Linked DNA regions of Sus scrofa: region 1 is linked to region 2. The links are chromatin contacts, called in public HiChIP or PLAC-seq maps. All regions are on one chromosome and are shown on one strand. The core of a region is the stretch at or near the end of the contact, and the rest is flanking DNA. Distances in the headings are between cores, read along the strand shown. Region 1 overlaps LOC106509843 (a long non-coding RNA gene). Region 2 has its middle 17 kb from the start of PLEKHH2.

What was found. HiChIP or PLAC-seq counts read pairs in DNA pulled down with a chosen protein or histone mark.
Region 1: a contact with region 2 is called in an H3K27ac HiChIP or PLAC-seq map of alveolar macrophages. The contact joins two enhancer-like sites. A contact is called at or near these places in 1 of 47 Hi-C or Micro-C datasets (embryonic fibroblasts) and 1 of 2 datasets of contacts at active chromatin or transcription factors (alveolar macrophages).

Annotation. Positions count from the first base shown.
Region 1 is chr3:97,444,976-97,449,926 of Sscrofa11.1, reverse strand. All of the region lies in intron 4 of LOC106509843 (a long non-coding RNA gene), which reads left to right. Among named protein-coding and RNA genes, the nearest start is that of TRNAI-UAU, 120 kb to the left of the region's middle. Within about 2 kb of position 1,841, at least 5 of the 83 cell types and tissues checked have an H3K27ac peak or open chromatin away from gene starts, as enhancers often do. A contact at or near this core is called in alveolar macrophages, where this site is marked.
Region 2 is chr3:96,847,910-96,852,378 of Sscrofa11.1, reverse strand. No RefSeq gene overlaps it. Among named protein-coding and RNA genes, the nearest start is that of PLEKHH2, 17 kb to the right of the region's middle. Within about 2 kb of position 2,203, at least 6 of the 83 cell types and tissues checked have an H3K27ac peak or open chromatin away from gene starts, as enhancers often do. A contact at or near this core is called in alveolar macrophages, where this site is marked.

The sequences.
Region 1 (4,951 bases), core at 592-3,091, 600 kb before region 2:
AACAAGAACACATTGCTTCTCTACACTTTGAGGTATGATTGGAGGGCTGAGCTTCAGGGAGGGTGGTAGGAGAAAAGTCAGGGTTTTCCTAAGATCAATGGAGTAGGGACTCACATTGAGCCTGCCCCCTGGACCAAGCCTGTCCCTCTCCCCTCTGCACTGCCGTGGCAGCTTAGTGCTTGGTTAGCAGTAGAGTGAATTGGCTCATTGGTGGCAAAACTGGACAGAGTTTGTCTTTATTCATCTCCTCTCTGCCTGTTCTTTGTCACCATCTGAGGTCCTATTAAGGACTTTACGTGTTATCTCAGTGAAGAAAGCTTCATTTTGAAAGATGAACATAAAGAATGAAAAAACTCCGTCCCACCCTCCAAAATGAACACTTTGTGGTGAGATTTTAGGCAGCAGAGATTTTGGGGTTGGAGAACTTCCTGCGGCCTCTGGGTCACTATCGTTGACTTCTTTTCCTGCCCATTCCCTTCCTCCTCTTCCTTTTCCTCCTCCTCCTCTTCTTTTTAAAAAATCATTTTGCATCCCCCTCCCTTCTTCCCGACCCCAGAGCCTGCATGTCATTCAAGGCCTACTTCCAGGCCTCTTGCCCAGGAGGCCTTCTCTAGACCTATGCGCACGCACAGTGGCCAGCCCTGTCATGGGCCGTCCTGGCTCAGGGTTCCTTGGCCCTCGCAGTCTGGGCTGTGTGCTTCAGGGTCTCTTCCTGGACTGGGCCAGTCCTCCATATGCTGCTTACAGATTCTTTGATTCTTTTTTTTTTTTTTTTTTTTTTTTTTTTGCCTTTTTTAGGGCTGCTTCCGTGGCATATGGAGGTTCCCAGGCTAGGGGTCTAATCAGAGCTATAGCTGCCGGCCACAGCCACAGCCACAGCAATGCCAGATCCAAGCTGCGTCTGCAACCTACACCGCAGTTTATGACAACGCTGGATCCTTAATCCACTGAGCAAGGCCAGGGATCGAACCTGCAACCTCATGGTTCCTAGTCAGATTCGTTAACCACTGAGCCACGGCGGGAACTCCTGATTCTTTTAAGCAGTTTGCTCTCAGAGCCCCAAGTCTACATGGAACTGCTCTGGGTGCTTTTGCAAGAATTTCTACTCTGAGAAGTCATTTTAAAGTGACCTCTTGGGCTGGGGGTTTGGGATTGGCATATGCACACTGAAGTATGTGGAATGACTGGCCAGTGGGGACCTGCTGTATAGCACAGAGAATTCTACCCAATATTCTGTGACAATATGTGTAGGGAAAGAATCTGAAGGAGAACGAATATGTGTAGATGTGTCATTGCATCGCTCTCGTACAGCAGAAGTTATCACAACATTGTAAATCACCTATGTTTCAATAAAACTTTAAAATAAATGGGGGGAAAAACCAGAAACAAAAACAAAACACACCAAAGAAAGGAGAGAGATTTTATTTTTCTTGTTCACTTCTGTATACCTGGCACTTAAAGTAGTGTCTGGAATGTAGGTAATATTCAATAATTGTTTGAATAAATGAATCAGTGAGAGAAAAAAACTAAAGTGCCCTCTTAAGGCTCTTCCTGTGCTGAGCTTTAAAGTTTTTCTGCCTTTCTTCTCATTTCCCGCATGGCGCCTGGTTCAGTGTTTGGGGAGGATAGATGCTTAGGGAGGGATCATTGAACTGTTAAGGCTTCTTCTTTCCGGAAGCAAGTCTGAAAGCCCTTTGAGGCAATGGCGGCAAAGTTCTGTTTTCAAAGATCTCCCACCAAGGAGGCCTCTCCAAGGCAGTGCACTGTCAGGGCTTGGGGAATCAGCCCTTTTCTGAGACTACCCTGCTTCCTGTTTCTCGGCTGTGTGGACGCTCTAGCACCTTCTCTGGCTGGCTGGCTTGACGTTCCTCTGGGGCCAATCTCTGGGCCTATCTTCTGGCCTGGAAACCACAGCTGGCCCTTCTTGAAATGACTCAACATCCAAGTTGGGAGTTCCCCTTGTGGCTCAGTGGGTTAAAAACCTGACTAGTGTCCCTGAGGATGTGGGTTCGATCCCTGGCCACACTCAGTGGGTTAAGGATCCGGCGTTGCTGCAAGCTGCGGGGGAGGTTGCGGATGCAGCTTGGATCCTGTGTTGCTGTGGCTGTGGTGTAACTGGTGGTTGCAGCTCCAATTTGACCGCTAGCCTGGGAACTTCCATATGCTGCCTCAGGTGCAGCCCTAAAAAGAAAAGAAAAGAAAACAAAAGTACAGCTTGGGCTCAGCTCCAGCCCCTCCTCTTGGCTCCAGGCAGCCAGTCCCACAGGACCAGGCCAGGACCACAGAGGTCCCAGCTTTTCTCAGAAAGATCCCACTACTGACCAGGGAGAGCCATGCCAGAAATTCTGCAAAATGCAAGCGCATAAGCACATTCAAGCCGTAGGCTTTTGGTTTCTTGTCCCCATGGCTTCATTCCACCAAACTCCATGTTGCCCAGATGGAGGGAGGGAGTTCCTCTCTGACTGGAGCACGTTTTCCCTGTGACTTGCCCCAGGACTCATGTCTGCAGCCACCAGGAACCCACTGGGGCTGGGCCTGGAGGAGGGAGGCAGAGCCTCTGGGGTTGAGGCCAGAGTAGAGCCTCCTGCCCCCCCGGAGCCTGGACCCGGGACCCCAGCACCCCTGGAAAGTGTGGTCCCTCAAGGAACCCACTCTAGACAAAGCCAGAGGAGGTGTTTGGATCTGGGTTTGAGTTTGCACTGTGACCTGATATTCAAAGGCCCTTTGGTACCCTAGGACACAGCACCTGTGTTCCCAGCATTCAACGCAGGACCTCCTGCCCGCCTCTCTCCCTCCCCAACACTCTAGCCACGGGATGGAAGGAATGGAAGGGGCGGCTGAAGACACAGGTGGAAACAATCCTTCCTTCACATTTGCTTGAGACCCCAAGGCCTTCGCATCTTGCCGAGCCTGAGTTATTCTTCTCTTAGTGCATTGAGTCCACTGCCTGGAACAGCCTCAATGCCCTCACCCCATCCACATCCTCCTTGTTCTTCCGGGTGTGGCTCAGTCCCGGCTTTACCACCTCCCTCCCTACCCTGGAGCCCCCAGGGACTTCTTTTTCTCCTTTGAGCTCTTAACTCTTGACGTCTGCATCTCTCTCACGCGGCATTAATCCACATTCAACATTGTGACATTGTTCATTGTCTCGTGCATCTATGAAGTGTTTTGTGTGTTTATTTTCCACACATTTTAAACCAGCTCTTCCCAAGAGTATGTAAGCTACATAAGTAACTAAAACATTTCCAGTTGTCACATAGACAAAGCACAAGGAAACAGGCAAAATTAGTATTTTATTTAACTCAATATATAAAAAATATGTGGAAACAATATAAAAATTATCAACGAGATATTTTACGTTTTGGGGGTACAAAGTCTTTAAAATCTGATATGTATTTTACACTTATAGGTCATGTCAGTTTGGCTGCTAAATTTTCATTGAAAACTATGAATCTGTATTTAATAATGACCTCTCCTTTTCTTATATATATGATAAATATTGGACCAGAGGAGTTCCCGTGGTGGCTTAGTGGCTAACGAATCTGACTAGGAACCATGAGGTTTCAGGTTTGGTCCCTGGCCTTGCTCAGTAGGTTAAGGATCCGACGTTGTCGTGAGCTGTGGTGTAGGTTGCAGACGTGGCTTGGATCCTGCGTTGCTGTGGCTGTGGTGTAGGCCGGCGGCTACAACTCCTATTCGACACCTAGCCTGGGAACCTCCATATGCTGAGGGAGCGGCCCTAGAAAAGGCAAAAAGACAAAAGAAAAAAAAAAGAAAAAATTGGACCAGAGCTTCTCCTTGGTGTTTCCAAGATGGTACCATACAACCAAGGGGATTCTGGGAATCGTAGTTCTCAGCTTCTCTCAGTGCCACAGGGGAAACCTTAGAAAGGGGTGCTGGTGATGTTGAGCCGACAACAGATGATCAATCTGCCCTGTTATTCCATGAGCTGAGAGCTTCCAGGAGTAAGTGGGAGGAAACTGCCAGGTGTGAGGAGCAGCAGAAGCAGAGCACAGACAGGGAGGGAAGGACGTAAGCTAAGCAGGGACCCTGGGTAAACCAAGAGGAGAGGAGTCTCTGGCTGTGGTAGGGGAAGTAGAGAAGGAAGAAGATGGAGGGAGAACAGCGGCTTTCTGTGGAGCCCCTAAATTGTTCTGGGCATCCAGATGCTCCAGTGTCAGGGGGTGGCCAGGTCTACATCTCAGTGACACCCACATGGGGGAGGAGGGAGGGTGCTCACAGTTGTCCTTTTTCCTGACTTTAGGTGCTAAGATTTGCTGGGACGAGGTGGTTGTTCCCAAGGTTTCAGAAACTATGTGAACATAAAGGCCATAGAAATCCTCCCTCTTCCAGGAAGGCTTCCTTGTCGACTCTCCCCTTAGCCTGACAGTTGCTCACACATGCAGTTGTTCATACACGTACACTTGTTTTGGCCTGTTTGCTGCTTTGCATGTTCTGTGTCCCCCATTTAGCCCTTTGGCATCAGAGGCCCCAAATCCGACACAGTCGTGGAAGGTGCTCCATGTGACTGGGCTGCATGGAGCTGGGGCAAAGGCCAGAAGGAAGGTCACTGGCAGGCATCAGCAGAGCCACCTAGGCTGCTCCCACCACCTATGGGCCTGGCTCTGGTAGAAGGGACAGAGGTCCATCTAGAACCACTTCCCTTCATCCCCCAAGGCAACCAACCCAAATGAGAATACTTTGCTGAGAGATATCAGAGATCAACTGGAATGAATCCTCAGACTTGAAAAGAGCAATGCAAGCAAAACACAGTGTGTGTGTGTTTGGGGGGGTGATGGTGAGGGGGTGATGGTGGGGGGGGTGGGAGGGGGCTCCTTGTTGCCATGGCACTAAGGGCACTCCACACCCCTCAAAGCGAGAGGCAGCACGAGGCTCTGAGAAGGAATCTTGGTTAAACAGCCAAGTTCTCTCCTAGAGAGGAAAGTCCCCC
Region 2 (4,469 bases), core at 954-3,453:
AACATTTCAAGAAATCAGTTGGCTTTCTTTAAGTAAGTTTGAAGGATAATTTTATAATACAAAAGATTAACACTAAACTTCAAAGTACAGAGCTACTTACCATATGAGTTAGTTTAAGTGAAATTTGGATAGTTGGCTCCTGATATCATGGAAAAGGGATGGAAAAATGAAATTTACGGCACCTCAAAGCGGGGAGTGATCTGCAGTCCATCTTGAAATGTGTTAGATGTCTTTTGGGACAAAGTAAACCAAAATTCTGACTTAGAAGTATTACCATCAAACCTGAAGGAAGCTACATGGCAGTGCTTCAAATTCCAATAACATCTCTGAGAAAAATGTGTTTGTAATGTTTCTGATATACTGATATTTGATATTTTCCACGTCTTTTAAAATACACACATTGTTGTTAGGGAAATTTGAATATAACCTACCTCATTTGAAATTGTGACTGTATATTCATGGAATAAGGTTGCAGGGGATGTGGAGTCCTAGTTCTAGGAAGGACTTGCTGCCCAGGTTGCATGGAATATGGTGACCAAAGAGCTTCCAGCTGTCACTCCCATCAGGGTTTCCCTAAACTATTGCCACACCCCAGCACACACACCCTTCCATCTGAGTACTGACCAACCGATGGCACTCTTAGTATATTTGTGGTCATTGTGGGACAGCTCTGACTTGGGTTGTATGTGCTCTAGGCCTCCCCATGGGCATTTCTTGTTCCAAACCTACATCATTCCTTTCCAACCCGAAGTTGGTCCCAATAGATATGATGCATACCAAGCCCTGCCTTAGCTTCTGCTTTCACAGAACTAATGGGGGACAAATATTAACAAGTATACGGAATAGGACACATTTGTGATTCTTCACCTCCTTTATTCCAAGCAGGACCTAGAATGCAGATAGATGAATAGTTAGATAGACAGATGGATAGATGGATGGATAGATAGAGAATCTGTCTCTATATGATTTTTTACTCTGCAGTCATTCTTTTCTCTCTCTCTCTCTCTCTCTCTCTTTTTTTTTTAGGGCTGCTCTAGAGGCATATGGAGGTTCCCAGGCTAGGGGGTCCAATCGGAGCTGTAGCCACCAGTCTACACCACAGCCACAGCAACGTGGGATCTGAACTGAGTCTGCAACTTACACCACAGCTCATGGCAACACCAGATCCTTAACCCACTGAGCAAGACCAGGGATCGAATCCACATCCTCATGGATGCTAGCTGGGTTCATAAACCACTAAGCCATGATGGGAACTCCCATTCTTTTCTTGATATGGAAGAATCCTAGGATTTTTCTAGTTGTTCTCTTCCCTAAGTAACAGAAACAGGAAATTATATTCAGAATCAGTACCAATTAATCATTTATTCATTCAACAAACATTTAATGAGTGCCTGTGCTATACTAGCCCCTTGGAGTTCCTAGTGCCTAAGGATACAAAGTGTGTAATATAGTGTTGAAAAAAATTAGTAAGGGCTAGAACAGAGGAAACACTGATTATAGTGATGGGACAAAGAAGCAAGTGATTACTTCTGCTTTTGTGAAGTGGGAGAAGCCACATAACAAGAGGTTTTCCAGGATGTAGAGGTGATTAAGCTATAAACAGGGAGGCATTCCAGCCTTTCCCAGCACAGAGAACAACACAGTGCAGGACTTGAACACATGAAACAAATCAGCGCCTCTGGGGAGATTTAAGTCTTTAATCTGGCAACAGCTTCTCTCACCATTCAGCCTTTCCACTGACCTATCTCTTTGCATGAAACAAAGAGCCATACCCGAGGCACATGGAGGTTCCCACACTAGGGGTCTAAATCAGAGCTGCAGCTGCTGGCCTACACCACAACCACAGCAACGCCAGAACCGAGCCACGTCTGCAATCTATACCACAGCTCACGGCAACACCAGATCCTTAACCCACTGAGCAAGGCCAGGGATCGAACCTTCCGTAGTCAGTCAGATTCCTTTCCGCTGAGCCATGACAGGAACTCCCCATGAAACACTTTTGACTCTCCCAATTTTTTAACAGGATTAACTTCTTGTCCTCATTGTCTTTGTTAGGACATCACTTTCATGAAGAATTCTTCCTTGATGCCCTCCAGACCGGATTAGGTAAGTCTGCCGTACAGTTCCTCAGCACAGAGTACTTCCCCTGTCCCAGCATTTATTACACTGTGCTCTAAATGCCAGTCTGCTTATCAGCTTCCCTCTGAGTGAACCATAACCTTCTTGAAAGCAGAAGTTGGTCACTGTTCATCATCAGATCTCAACACGCTGCCTGGAAGATACAAGGTCCTCTTTGATGAATAAATCAATGCTGCTAAGTGCAATGGACTTAGGAAGACATATTCATTTATTGTATCAACACCTATTTGTGCACATTATGTGCTAGACATCTCTAGGCACTGGAAATCCCAAGAATGAACAGAACAAAGAATCTCGTGGAGCTTATATTCTAGTGGAGAAAGACAGACAGTAGACAAACTGCTATAAATATAAAGCAGGATGGGGAAGAAGAAGTTTCTTATTTCATATAGGATGGTCAGGGAAGACTTCATTCATAAGGTTATATCTTAGAAAAGTCCCAAAGGAAATGTGGAAATGAGCTACAAATATTTGGCAAATAAGATACGCATTAGAACGATCATCAGCAATACGTAAAATAACCTCCTTAATGTTTCTTCTACATCTTGGTTAATTTCTCTCAGCTATTTTGGATAATGTCATGTGTGATTTTTGTTAAACTCTCACTTTTATTGTGGTTATCTCTCTACGTACTAGCAAAATATCTCAAGTTCTTTATTTCACAGTCCATGTTACAAGGATTTTTGTAATGGTCAGGAAATTTCTTTTTTTCTAAAGAGTTTTGAAATTATAGACTAACCCAAAGAATACCTACTATCAGGACAAATAGTTTATCCTTTGTTAGCTGGCACTGGGCGAGACCGATTAATATGGCCATCTGAACTGAGTTGATTTCTGAGAAGCTTACCTTTCAAGGGTAAATTCAAATCTGTGATAGCCCAGCCTACTTGGCAATTTTCAGTTTTTCTTTTTTAGTATGGGCCATTACAAAATTAAATCAAGGACATTTAAGAGAGTCTCTATAAGGCCCATAAGTGATGTGGAGCGTTCCCTGATAGGAGTTAAGTAATGACAGGGTTCTCTTTTTTCAATCAAATGAAGGAAGTGGCTGTGTTAGTGTCGCAGTGACATGGGAGGTGAAATAGAACAATATTTTATAGAGATTAGATGACTAGCTAAAAAATGAGAAATTTTCTATCTGTAGAAGAGTGTATATAGCACAGCAACCATTAAGGTTAACAAAAACCTTAAAACAAAATCAAATGAAGTTTTTACACATTTTACTATTGCTGTCACACTTCCAAACAAGGTGACTATATTTTGGCTACTCAGTGAAATGCTGAAATGAGCAGTAGGCCTCTAAAGATTACCATGTATTTGTATTAATACTGCTAGTGTTTATTCAGACTTTGTATGAACAAACAGGGGTATAGGAATTATGCATCTAGAATCCCAAGGAAACCAAAAAGAAGACAAAAAGACAACTTACAGAATGGGAGGAAATAGTTTCAAATGATGCAACTGACAAGGGCTTAATCTCTAAAATATATAGAATCCCAGAAAACACATTTTGATAGGTGGTTATTATACCATCTTGGTGCTTGTACATGAGCATGTTGTTGTTTTCTTAAACTTGAAAAGTACCCAATCATACAAAGTATTTGTTTTTACTTAACTATAATTTGCCTGAGAAGATAAACTCTCTTTTTATTGTTGGGTTTTTTAAATCGTTTTATTTAATTTGTTTTTGTGGCACCCATAGCACATGGAAATTCCCTGGGGCCGGGGGTCAAACCTGTACCACAGCATCAACCAGAGCAACAGCAGTGATAATACCTGATCCTTCACCTACTAGGCCACTAGGGAACTCCCAGGGTTTTTGTGTTTTGTTTTGTTTTTTTTTTAATTCTAAGTTTGTTAAACAAAAGAATTCATACAGGTTTTTTTAGACAAACTTAATTATCCCTATTTGCCTTTCTTTTATTGAGTGATGGAGCAAATCTTTGTGTTACTAGCAAGTCATTTTAGGGACCTGAAGGATAGCTCAGGCATAAAAGATATCTTAAGAGTTTTATTATTCTGAATTTGAGGCCTGAATTTAGGAAAAGCAACATCAAGGGTGATTAAGGAGACAGATTCATAAATATCTAAATAAAAAACAACTTGCAGCAAAGGTATAAAAACATAGAAATAAGCAAGAATGCTTGCCAGAAACTCAACTTTTTTTTCAAAAGTGAGAACTTTTGAAAAATGATTTAAAACTATGTCAAGAAGCACCAAGAATTAGCAAAATAATTTGGTGACCTCCACTGATCTGTACATAAAATAACATTAATTTTAAGAAAAAAATCCAAATTCTATTTTTACTTCTTTTGCATATTATTTGTGTA